Regions from separate parts of the Sus scrofa genome. Here region 2 is linked to region 1. Evidence: chromatin contacts called from public HiChIP or PLAC-seq data. All regions are on one chromosome and are shown on one strand. The core of a region is the stretch at or near the end of the contact, and the rest is flanking DNA. Distances in the headings are between cores, read along the strand shown.

Region 1 (4,497 bases), core at 917-3,416:
TGCAGGTGTGGCCCTGGAAAAAGAAAAAAAAAAAAAAAAAAAGAGTAAAATTAGGTTGTGATGATGGTCGTACAACTATAAATATGTACTAAAATTCACTGAATTAAAAAAAGAAAAAATGGAGTTCCTCTCGGGGCTCAGTGGAAATCAATCTGACTAGCATCCATGAACATGCAGGTTCCATCCCTAGCCTCGAGCAGTGGGTTAAGGATCTGGTGTTGCCATGAGCTGTTGTGTAGGTCACAGACGCCTCTCAGATCTGGCATTGCTATGGCTGTGGTGTAGGCCGGCGGGTGTAGCTCCCACTCGACCCCTAGCCTGGGAACCTCCAAATACCACGGGTTCCGCCCTAAAAAGACAAAAAAATAAATAAATAAAAATTTAAAAAGAAAAGAAAAATCCAATGGCATGATAAAAAATGTTTGATGTATGCTTCAAGTTTTATTTACAAAGACCTCTAAATCTGGACTAAATATAATGCTTAGAAAAAGAAAGCAAACAACTTAAAATTTAATACATGAACAAGCACAGCTAAGAAATCTTGACCATTCTGCATAGAATGCTTACAAATCATAATTTCCAAAAAAGAAAGTCCCCACGTTTGTGATCAAGATAAAATAAAACTATTAATCAACCACTGCATATTTCTCGAGTTTCTATCAAACTGTGAATGGGATGCCTATTTAAGAACTAAACATTATTGACAATTATCAAACAGATAAAACCTTCTTCTTGGATTATTTCCCCATTTACTATGCACTCATAGCTGAAGATGGAGACTTTGGGTACAGTGCTTTCCAAGTGCTTAATAAATTGTACAAATTGTCTTTCATAAATCTGCCGAAGTTAAGATTTTAAAAAGTGAATACCTCTTGCAACACTTACCAGTTTTGTCCGGATATTCAGCTTATTTGCTCACCACCCAATACAGGATTAGAAATTTCTCCTTACCTTCTTTCCTAACTCTCATGGTTTCTTACCAAATCCAACGGCCAGAATTATTTTTAGGTAACTAATTCCTTAGTTAGACATTAACTGAGCGCACATAATGTTAGGGTTCTCAGACCCGAACAAAATCCAGCTTCCCGAGTTTCTGACGGCTAATTTAACTTTTATGGACACAGATAAGAAAGGTTACAAAACCAACTATCGAGATACATTCTTTTTACTGGATATATTAGAACACAATATAGTCAAAAGCTCATAGTTCAATCAACTCTCGTACTAATCTACCGCAAATCCACAAGATTAAAATAACCCGTATTTTTCCAGTAGAAGGGAAAGGAGGGGGGGACTGGAGGGGGCGTATGGCGCATCACCAGGATGTCCACCCCCAACACAGGGAAACGCTCCTTACCCCCACTCTCAAGCTGGGGGTGTGCACGCCCCTGTCCTCGTCTACCACGTCCCTACCTTCGCGGCCTCGGACTGCGCCACAACAGCCAACACGACTTTTGGTTAGGAAAAGAAACGGGGTGGGGGACACGCGCCACACATTCGACCTCCCAGCCTCACGGGGCCGCAGGCCGCTGCGCTCAACACGACCGGACTCCCAAAGGATGGAGAGGGAGGCCGCGGGGCCGCGCCGCCCAGGGCAGTGGCCAGAGGGTCGCGCGCAGCAGCCAGGCAAATGCCTAGGCCGGGACGAGCGGCCTCCCCGCCCCCTCCGGCTCAACTCGGGGCCGGCAGACGGCGCCCCCGGGGGCTAACTTCGCCGGGGAAGAGGAAGTGCCGCGGCAAGTAACAGGCTGTGAAGACTCTGGAAGCAAGGAAAAGCTGTCCGTGCGTCTGCCTGCCGGCAGGACCGTCTCACCTCCCCTCTTGCCGAGCCCAGGCGGCCCCAGCTCACCTGAGGAGGGCACCGGGATGCCACCGCGGCCACCGCGATGGCCGTTAGGGCACGAGGCCTCCGCTCTGCCGCCGCGTAGCTCTGGGGAGAGGGGCGGGGCGCGCGGCGAGTGGGCGGGGCTGCTGTGCGGACTGGCTGCGAGGCCGCGGGCGGATCCGCGCGGGCAGGAAACCCCCTCCCTGCCCCATCTAATAGGCTCAGCCGCTCCGTTCCCTCCTATCACTGACGCGAGAGCGATCTGCGCTGCGCCACGAGTGGGCGGGCCCCTCTGTCAATCAAGCGTTGTGCTGGGTGTGGAGTGAGCTGAGAAGGCTCCGCAGACAGCTTTGAGCGAGCGGGCGAGGAACGCCGGGCCTGCATCTGATTCTTGTAGCTTTTGTCTCTCTAGCTGATTACTTTGGACTTTCTCAGCGCCACAGGAGAGAACCCACAACAGAAATGACGGCTTCCCGAGGTCAGCCCTTGCTATTCTGGACGCTTCCTCCTGGTTTCCGCATCTGAAGAAGGTCTTGCCAGCAAAAGGTTTTTAAGGGCGGGGAACTTAAAAAGCAAAACAAACATAAAGACCTGGAAATGGGGACCTGAGAGGAAAATGTCAGACATATGCTTAAATTGAGCAGCAAACAGAAATAAGCTGAGTCTGAAGGCCTTCGAAGGGTCCTGGTGCGTGGGTAGCTTCCCGTCTTGGCTGCAGAAGCCTTGCTGTGAGGAGAGCAGTGATCTTTGGTGCCAGGTCTGCCCATTCTTAGCGGCCCAGCCCCAGTCACCGGCCATCAGTAAGTTGGTTCTCCCGCGACGCCAGCACTGCAGCCACCCTCCATTCCCTGCCATCTCTGTAGCTCTGCTTAGGTGTTGCCCCCTTAGGGAAGACTGCCAAGGTGCACAGATATTGTCCCCACCTAAGCTGTTGAAAGAGTCAGTCCGTCTCCCTACCGACACTGTACATTCAGTTAAATCAGGAGCCATGTCAGTATACAGTTTTTCCCCAGTGCCAAGCACATGCTAGATCGTCAGTAAATATTGTTTAGGCATTAATACATCTTCCAATCCCATTTTTAATCCTGGCCCTAAATTCCAAGAGTTTCTGCTTTTCTATATTTAACTTCAAAATTGTTTGCGTGCTGATAGAGGTGTGTGGTTCACTTGCTATATATAGGATCACAAGGTCAAGCACAAAACACCTATGGTCCAGCCCTTCCTGGCCTCAAGTTGGCTAGAGCAAGTAGACCACACTGAACTCCAGGCAGCAACAACTCTACATCTATATCCCATAACTAGCATCTAAAGTGAATAATGTAAGTGAATTTTGGATTATTCAAAGGGTCTAAATACCTTTGCATATTTTATCATGGACTGAATTGTGTTCCCTACCAAAATTCATGTTGAAGCCCTATCCCCCAATGTGAATGTATTTAAAAGTACATTCTAAATGTATTCTAGAAAGGCCTCCTAGGACCTTTAGGAGGTAACTAAGGTCAACTGAGGTGGTAAGAGTGAGGCCCTAATCCTATAGGATGTGCCCTTGTAAGATACAGCAAGCCCTGTAGCTTGCTCTCTGTCTTCACAACTAGAAGACACACTGAGAAGGCAGCCATGTGCACGCCAGGAAGAGAGCTCTTGCCAAAAACTAACTTTGCTGGCACTCAGATGTGGGACTTTCAGTCTCCAGAACTGTGAGAATTAAATTTCTGTTGTTTAGGCCACCCAGTCTGTGGTATTTTGCTGTAGCAGCCCAAGCTAACTAATACAGTAGTTTTATTTGTTGATACATCTTAGTAAAGTTCATGGATAGAGCTATTATTACATTCATTATTGAAGCTGGAGAAACCATGGTCCAGAGGTTGAAACTATTTCTCCAGAATCACATATCAAACTACACCTTGCTAAATTCTAGTTACATATTTAACATGTGATAAGGTTAGGAGATGTGAATAAAAATATAACAGATAAAATGGTCCTTTCCATCAGGTAGCTTATGACCCTAAAATATCATTTTAAGTGGGGAAAATAAGCCCAGAAAAAAAATATGCTGAAGTCATAACTTTAGATTTTATTTTGTAAGAGAATATGTATTTTGAATGGGCCAATGATCTGAATAAACTCTTCATGAGATTTTGATCCAGATCTCTTAACTATGGCATGCCACCTATTGAAGCAATAGAAGTGAGGGGAAGAGCTTTTTCATAAGAGGATTTTAGTTATTTGTAAACATGTTTTTTCCTTTTAGTTTTCCTTTAAATTTCCTCATTGCCCATTCTTACTAGGAACTCTGAAAAAAGAAAAACAAAAAAAAATCTTAGAAAAAGAGATAGAATTAAAGAAGAAAAATAAGGGAAAAACAATGAAAGAGGAAAGCATTAGGTAGAAGGGTAGATAGGCAGAAAGTGATGTATGAAATTATATTACAGTGTACTTAGAAGAAATAGAGTCCATGACCTTATGAGGTGGGAGTTGTCCCAAAGACTCCCTTTCACACTCTGTATCTCCCCACCTTCCAAATTTAAATATGCAGTTGGCTCCTCCTTCCTCTCATTTAGTGGAACTCACATCAAAAAATGAGAATCACTCCTAATTAGTTCTGAGTGGACTAAGGAGTAGTCAGAATCAGGAAACAACACTTAGGTGAAAACTTATGACTAATAGACTAG
Region 2 (4,750 bases), core at 2,112-4,611, 120 kb before region 1:
TGTATACTCTTTTTTTTTTTTTTTTCCACCTGTCTGGGCCCCAGAGGCATCTGAGCTCCACATTCTATGAAGCACATAAAGTCAGACTTGGGATGGTCCATTGAAGAATGCCTAACTTGAGGCCATCTTTATTCTCGCTGCCCACGTTGCAGTGGAATGTGACAGCAGGGAGAAAAAGAATAAAGTGTGCCACATAAAGGAAAGGAAGACCCTTTAAGACCAAAGCCTCCATCCCCATGAAGCAATTATGGATGAGAGACAAGGAGAAGACATTATATTTTAAAATGGGAAATACACACTGAGCAGTCTTAATATAATTTTCCTTGGATATATATTTTTTGCTTTAGACTGTTACTTTGGTGATATAAACTTGAATGGAAAGACATTCTTAATAGTATATTTCAGAGTGCAGCCATCACCAACTGTAAAATTATAGATGTAGACATGAAATGTTTAATCCAAACAGATAAATGAAACACTTACAAACTCAATAGGACTTTTTGAGGCCTTGTCAAGGATTTCAACTTGGTAATTTTCCATGGTTTAATTGGAAAGATGTGTGGCTTTTGCAGGGTTGGCTGGGAGTTGCTTTTTAATAGTTTGGAGGATTATCTGTAACTAATGCAAATGCTGAAGTGCAGCTAGGCTATACTAAAGTCAAGGCTGAGAGTGGGGGGATGGTGGTGAGGTGCAAGTCCAAAATCTTTTGGGGGTTTGATGGACACTAGTGATCTGTTCTCACATAGCACCATGGGAAATGCGTATGCATTAGTCTGGGGAGAAAAGGAAAAGGAATTAAAAGCCTTATGGAAAGAAATGCATGAGGAACAGACACTGGAGTGATGTAGAAAGGATGGTAAGGAGAACAGAGAAGTAAAATGTGACCAAGGGTCGTGGCATATCTTCCATCAACCAAAGGGGTCTCTCATAGAATCTCCTTGTCTCTGGTCTCACTCAGTTGCTTGATTTCCTCTAAAAATTATTTTTAGGGTGTGGTTCATCATGCATTAGGATTCCCAGGAGCTCTTGCCATTTGAAGGCTTTTCTTGTGCACCTGAAATTCTATCGGAAATGGACCCTTTATATGGTTATTTCCCTGGCCCCTCACTCCAGGGCTCCCTACCAACGCACTGGGTTCTGGGAGGCAACTCTGCTGGGTCACTGAATTCAGGACCAAAAGAGGGAAAATGAGGGAAGGTGTTAGGAATGGAATAGCCTGGGAGTAGAAGGTAAGCAAGGGGTCAGAGTTGAGAGGAAAACCACAAAGGGTCACTACTGGATGGAGTCCAGCTGAGGAGGCTGGACATTTCACCATCTGTGGGAAAGAAGAGCTGGGGACCAGCTGAACCAGGGATGCTCCCCTCCCAACATCATCATTTGGGGTTCACTCAGGGTTTCTTCTTTTATTGCAGGGCTCTGCTTCCATTTATGGCAAGAGGAGCACCAATCGTTTCACAGATAACAATTTCAAAAACAGATCAAAATATAAAACCAACTTCCATAAGTCACTGGAGAGCCACCAAAAGTTGACACTTGGAAGAAGGGAATGTCTCTGGGTGAATTTCCCATTTTTTGCATTTCTGTGTCTGAGAGCAGGTCTCTCTTGGTGCCATGAACAGTGACAGTCTTGCTGGCTTGAAGAACCAGAAAACGGATATGGGTAACATAAGTTAGAAACTGAGAAGGCCAGAGTTAAGTGTTAATGAACTAAACATTCCAATTAAATGATAGAGATTGTTGAAATGGATTTGCTTTTAAAAAAAAAAAAAGTTACGCTGCTTCAAGAGACACCCTTCAAATATGAGGACACAGATAAGTTTAAGGTAAAAATATGGAAGATACACCCTACAAAGAGTAAACAAAAAAGGGCTAAGAGTTTCTGTGTGGCTCGTGGGTTAAGGATCTGGCATTGTCACTGCTGTTGCTGGGGTCACTGCTATGGCCCAAGTTCAATCCCTGGCTCAGGAATTTCTACATGCCGTGGGCACAGCCAAAACCAAACAAACAAAGGCTATATTGATATCAGGATAAGAAATATTGCCAGAGATAAAGAGAGACGGTTCATGATGATAAAAGACTCAATTACTCAGGAAGACCTATCACTCATAAATATGTATGCACCTAAAACAGCTCAAAATACATGAAAATTTGACACAAAAGGACAAACAGACACATGCACACTCATAGAGAATTTGTTGTCTCTCTCTCAATAACTAATAGAACTATACCAAAAATAATCAGTAAGGACAAAGATGATCTGAACAGTATGATCAAACATTTTGGCCCAATTGATACCTCTAAAACAGCACCCTGACAACTGCCCAATGCACATCCTTTTATGCTTCAGGAAACTCTGAGACCCTCCAGTTCTTGCCGAAGGGGATGCAGGCCCACCCTATGCCCTGTGTTGATACATCCCGCTGTCTTTATGTTTAGCAGTAAAGCATTTAGTCGTCTGAGTGCCTGGACGGGGAACTGATGGTAAGCGTTATGCAAAGGGGCAAATGAAATGAGCCAATTATCTGTAAAGCCCTTAACTCTGGACCAGTGTGCCCTAAAGTTGTGACTCCCTGAAGTCCTGGAAAGAAAGAGGGCTGACACTAGGCAAACAGGGTGGGGGTGTCCTGAGGACTGGACTGCTGGGAGGATTAGTCCTCCTGTGAATCAGGATCATGGCCTGTGCTCTCAGGGCCATGAGATGTCACAAGGGTGCTTCCTTCCTGGGTGATTCCAGGGTGATAAGGAATGACAGGAATGTATAGCTTGCAGGCAAATTCTGGCTCTAGTTGTTTCTGAGAAGCTAACTGCCAACCCCCTCCTGCCAGGAGAGAACTGTGAGAAATCCCTGAAGGGACAGGGATGGGTTTCCTTTTGTCTGTTATTATTTTGTTGTCTTTTGTTGCACTGGTTGGTGTGCTGAGGTCTTGGGGGCTGGGGTGGGGGTGCACAGGAAGCATAGCGACCATGGTGGGAGCCCTGGAGCCCTGCTTTTGCTCCCTGACTCTAGCATAGGCGTCCAGGGCCTCTCCCCACTGGAGAGACTCAGACCTATGGCCCAGTGCCATCAGGAGTAGGATAAGTGTCCTGGCTTGTGAGGAGCTGGGGGACTCCTCACCCTGGGTTGTTACCGGGCAGGTACCGAGAGTCCCCCTGTACCCAGCCAAAGGCAGAGCACAGTCTGTGGGCCCCACATTCACATACATGCCCTTCACCCTGAGAGCTCATGAGGTTCTTGGTTTATGAATCGACAGTGTTGTGTTGGAACATGTTACAGGAGGCAGCTGCTGCTGTAATGATGGGAGGGGCCCAGAACACTTGGCAGGCCCGTCCCGAGGGTAAGACCAGGCATGACTCCTGACACGCCGGGCCTCCTGGGCTGGGCTACACTCCTGATGCCTTGGCTGTGCCAGGCCCCGGGGGCAAGCAGCAGAGGCCTGAGGGGACCCTGAGGAAGGCCACCCCTCCCTGGAGAAGGGAGATCTCCCATCCCTTTTGACCTAAAGGGAAGGCCCATAAGTGCTCTTCTCCCCTCTTTGTGCAAATGCTTGGAGACCCACGACACGTGTGCCCAGGCCCCACAGAGGCCTACATGACATCTGGTCAGGGCGGTGCTTTGAAAGGAAAATAGAACACAGTTACCAAGGTGTCGGGGAGCACCACCACAGGGCAACAGGAGCGCCGGAGCAGCCGGCCCATTTTCCAGACGGAGAACGGCACAACCACGAGGACGAGCATGAAGCCCACAAATGCAAACAGGGCCAGTGCCAGGGGCAGGCTCTCTCCTGGAAACAGAAAGACAGGAAGCAGCTTAGGAGACAAACTCGCCAATCCTGGTCTTCCCTCACTCTCTTGGAGTTGGCTCTGCAGACTGCCCAAGAGAGCAGCTGCCAACACGCTGAGACTTGACAGATGCCCTCATGACCAAAATGACCACCATTAAAACACTTTTCCTAGAATCCAGATCAAGACTTGGTTTTCAGAAAGCCCCACAGGGAAGATTACACCCTTTTTCTTGGGAAGGGAAAGGGAGGAGCATTATCTGTTAAACCCTAGCTGTGTTTGCACATACCTCGGCGCCTCTGCCAGAAGGAAGGCAGAGTGCCAGGCCCCGGGCAGGATGAGGGGGAGGCACCTAAAGAGAACGGCACAGAAGGGTGCTGGGCTGCAACTGAAAACAAAGTGTGTTTCACAATTTGGTCTTGGCAATGATTCAGGCTGTGGAGGAAAATACTGGGCTCAGAAAACAGTCACACAATAACTCTGACGTATCAAGCCCCTCCAGTGGTTAAGTGACTTACCCCAGATCACACAGGTAGAACTGGCTCCAAATTCCACTAAGGGATGTATCAGAAAGTGCCATGTCTGAGCCATCTGCAGATGCAGGAGGAACCTCTAGCAATTCATTTAGCCCCTCTGGGCTGGGCTGCTCACCCAGATGTGAATGGTGGCACAGCCCATGTGGCTGCAGAGAAGCTAGTGGGCTCTCCCAGGGGGCTGGGGGTACCATCGTTTGAATCAATGCTTTTGGAAAATATTTTGGCCATACACATCAAGAGATACAATAATGTTCAAACCCTTTCACCACTCCTTTGAGTGGATTCCAAAAAAATAATTCCAAGGAAGGAAACAATTACATGCAGAGAGCAGTTCATGGCAACATCTGGATTAGAACAACAACCTGGTAACCAGTCTCCCTCTCTGCCCAAAGCAGCACACCTGCATGTCCTTCCACCCCCAGCGTACTCCGGTG

Evidence for each region. HiChIP or PLAC-seq counts read pairs in DNA pulled down with a chosen protein or histone mark.
Region 2: a contact with region 1 is called in an H3K27ac HiChIP or PLAC-seq map of skeletal muscle, with 3 times the contacts expected there. The contact joins the enhancer-like site here to the promoter of STAG1 in region 1. A contact is called at or near these places in 1 of 5 promoter capture datasets (liver), 17 of 47 Hi-C or Micro-C datasets (alveolar macrophages, brain, embryonic fibroblasts and 8 more) and 2 of 2 datasets of contacts at active chromatin or transcription factors (alveolar macrophages and skeletal muscle).

Annotation. Positions count from the first base shown.
Region 1 is chr13:77,861,166-77,865,662 of Sscrofa11.1, reverse strand. STAG1 (cohesin subunit SA-1) reads left to right here and starts at 2,166. Exons shown (of 38, transcript XM_021071121.1): 1 at 2,166-2,625. It also overlaps a transcript of NCK1 not described here.
Region 2 is chr13:77,978,667-77,983,416 of Sscrofa11.1, reverse strand. All of the region lies in intron 5 of IL20RB (interleukin-20 receptor subunit beta), which reads right to left. Among named protein-coding and RNA genes, the nearest start is that of IL20RB, 35 kb to the right of the region's middle. Within about 2 kb of position 3,361, at least 25 of the 83 cell types and tissues checked have an H3K27ac peak or open chromatin away from gene starts, as enhancers often do. A contact at or near this core is called in fetal skeletal muscle, liver, omental adipose tissue and 2 more, where this site is marked.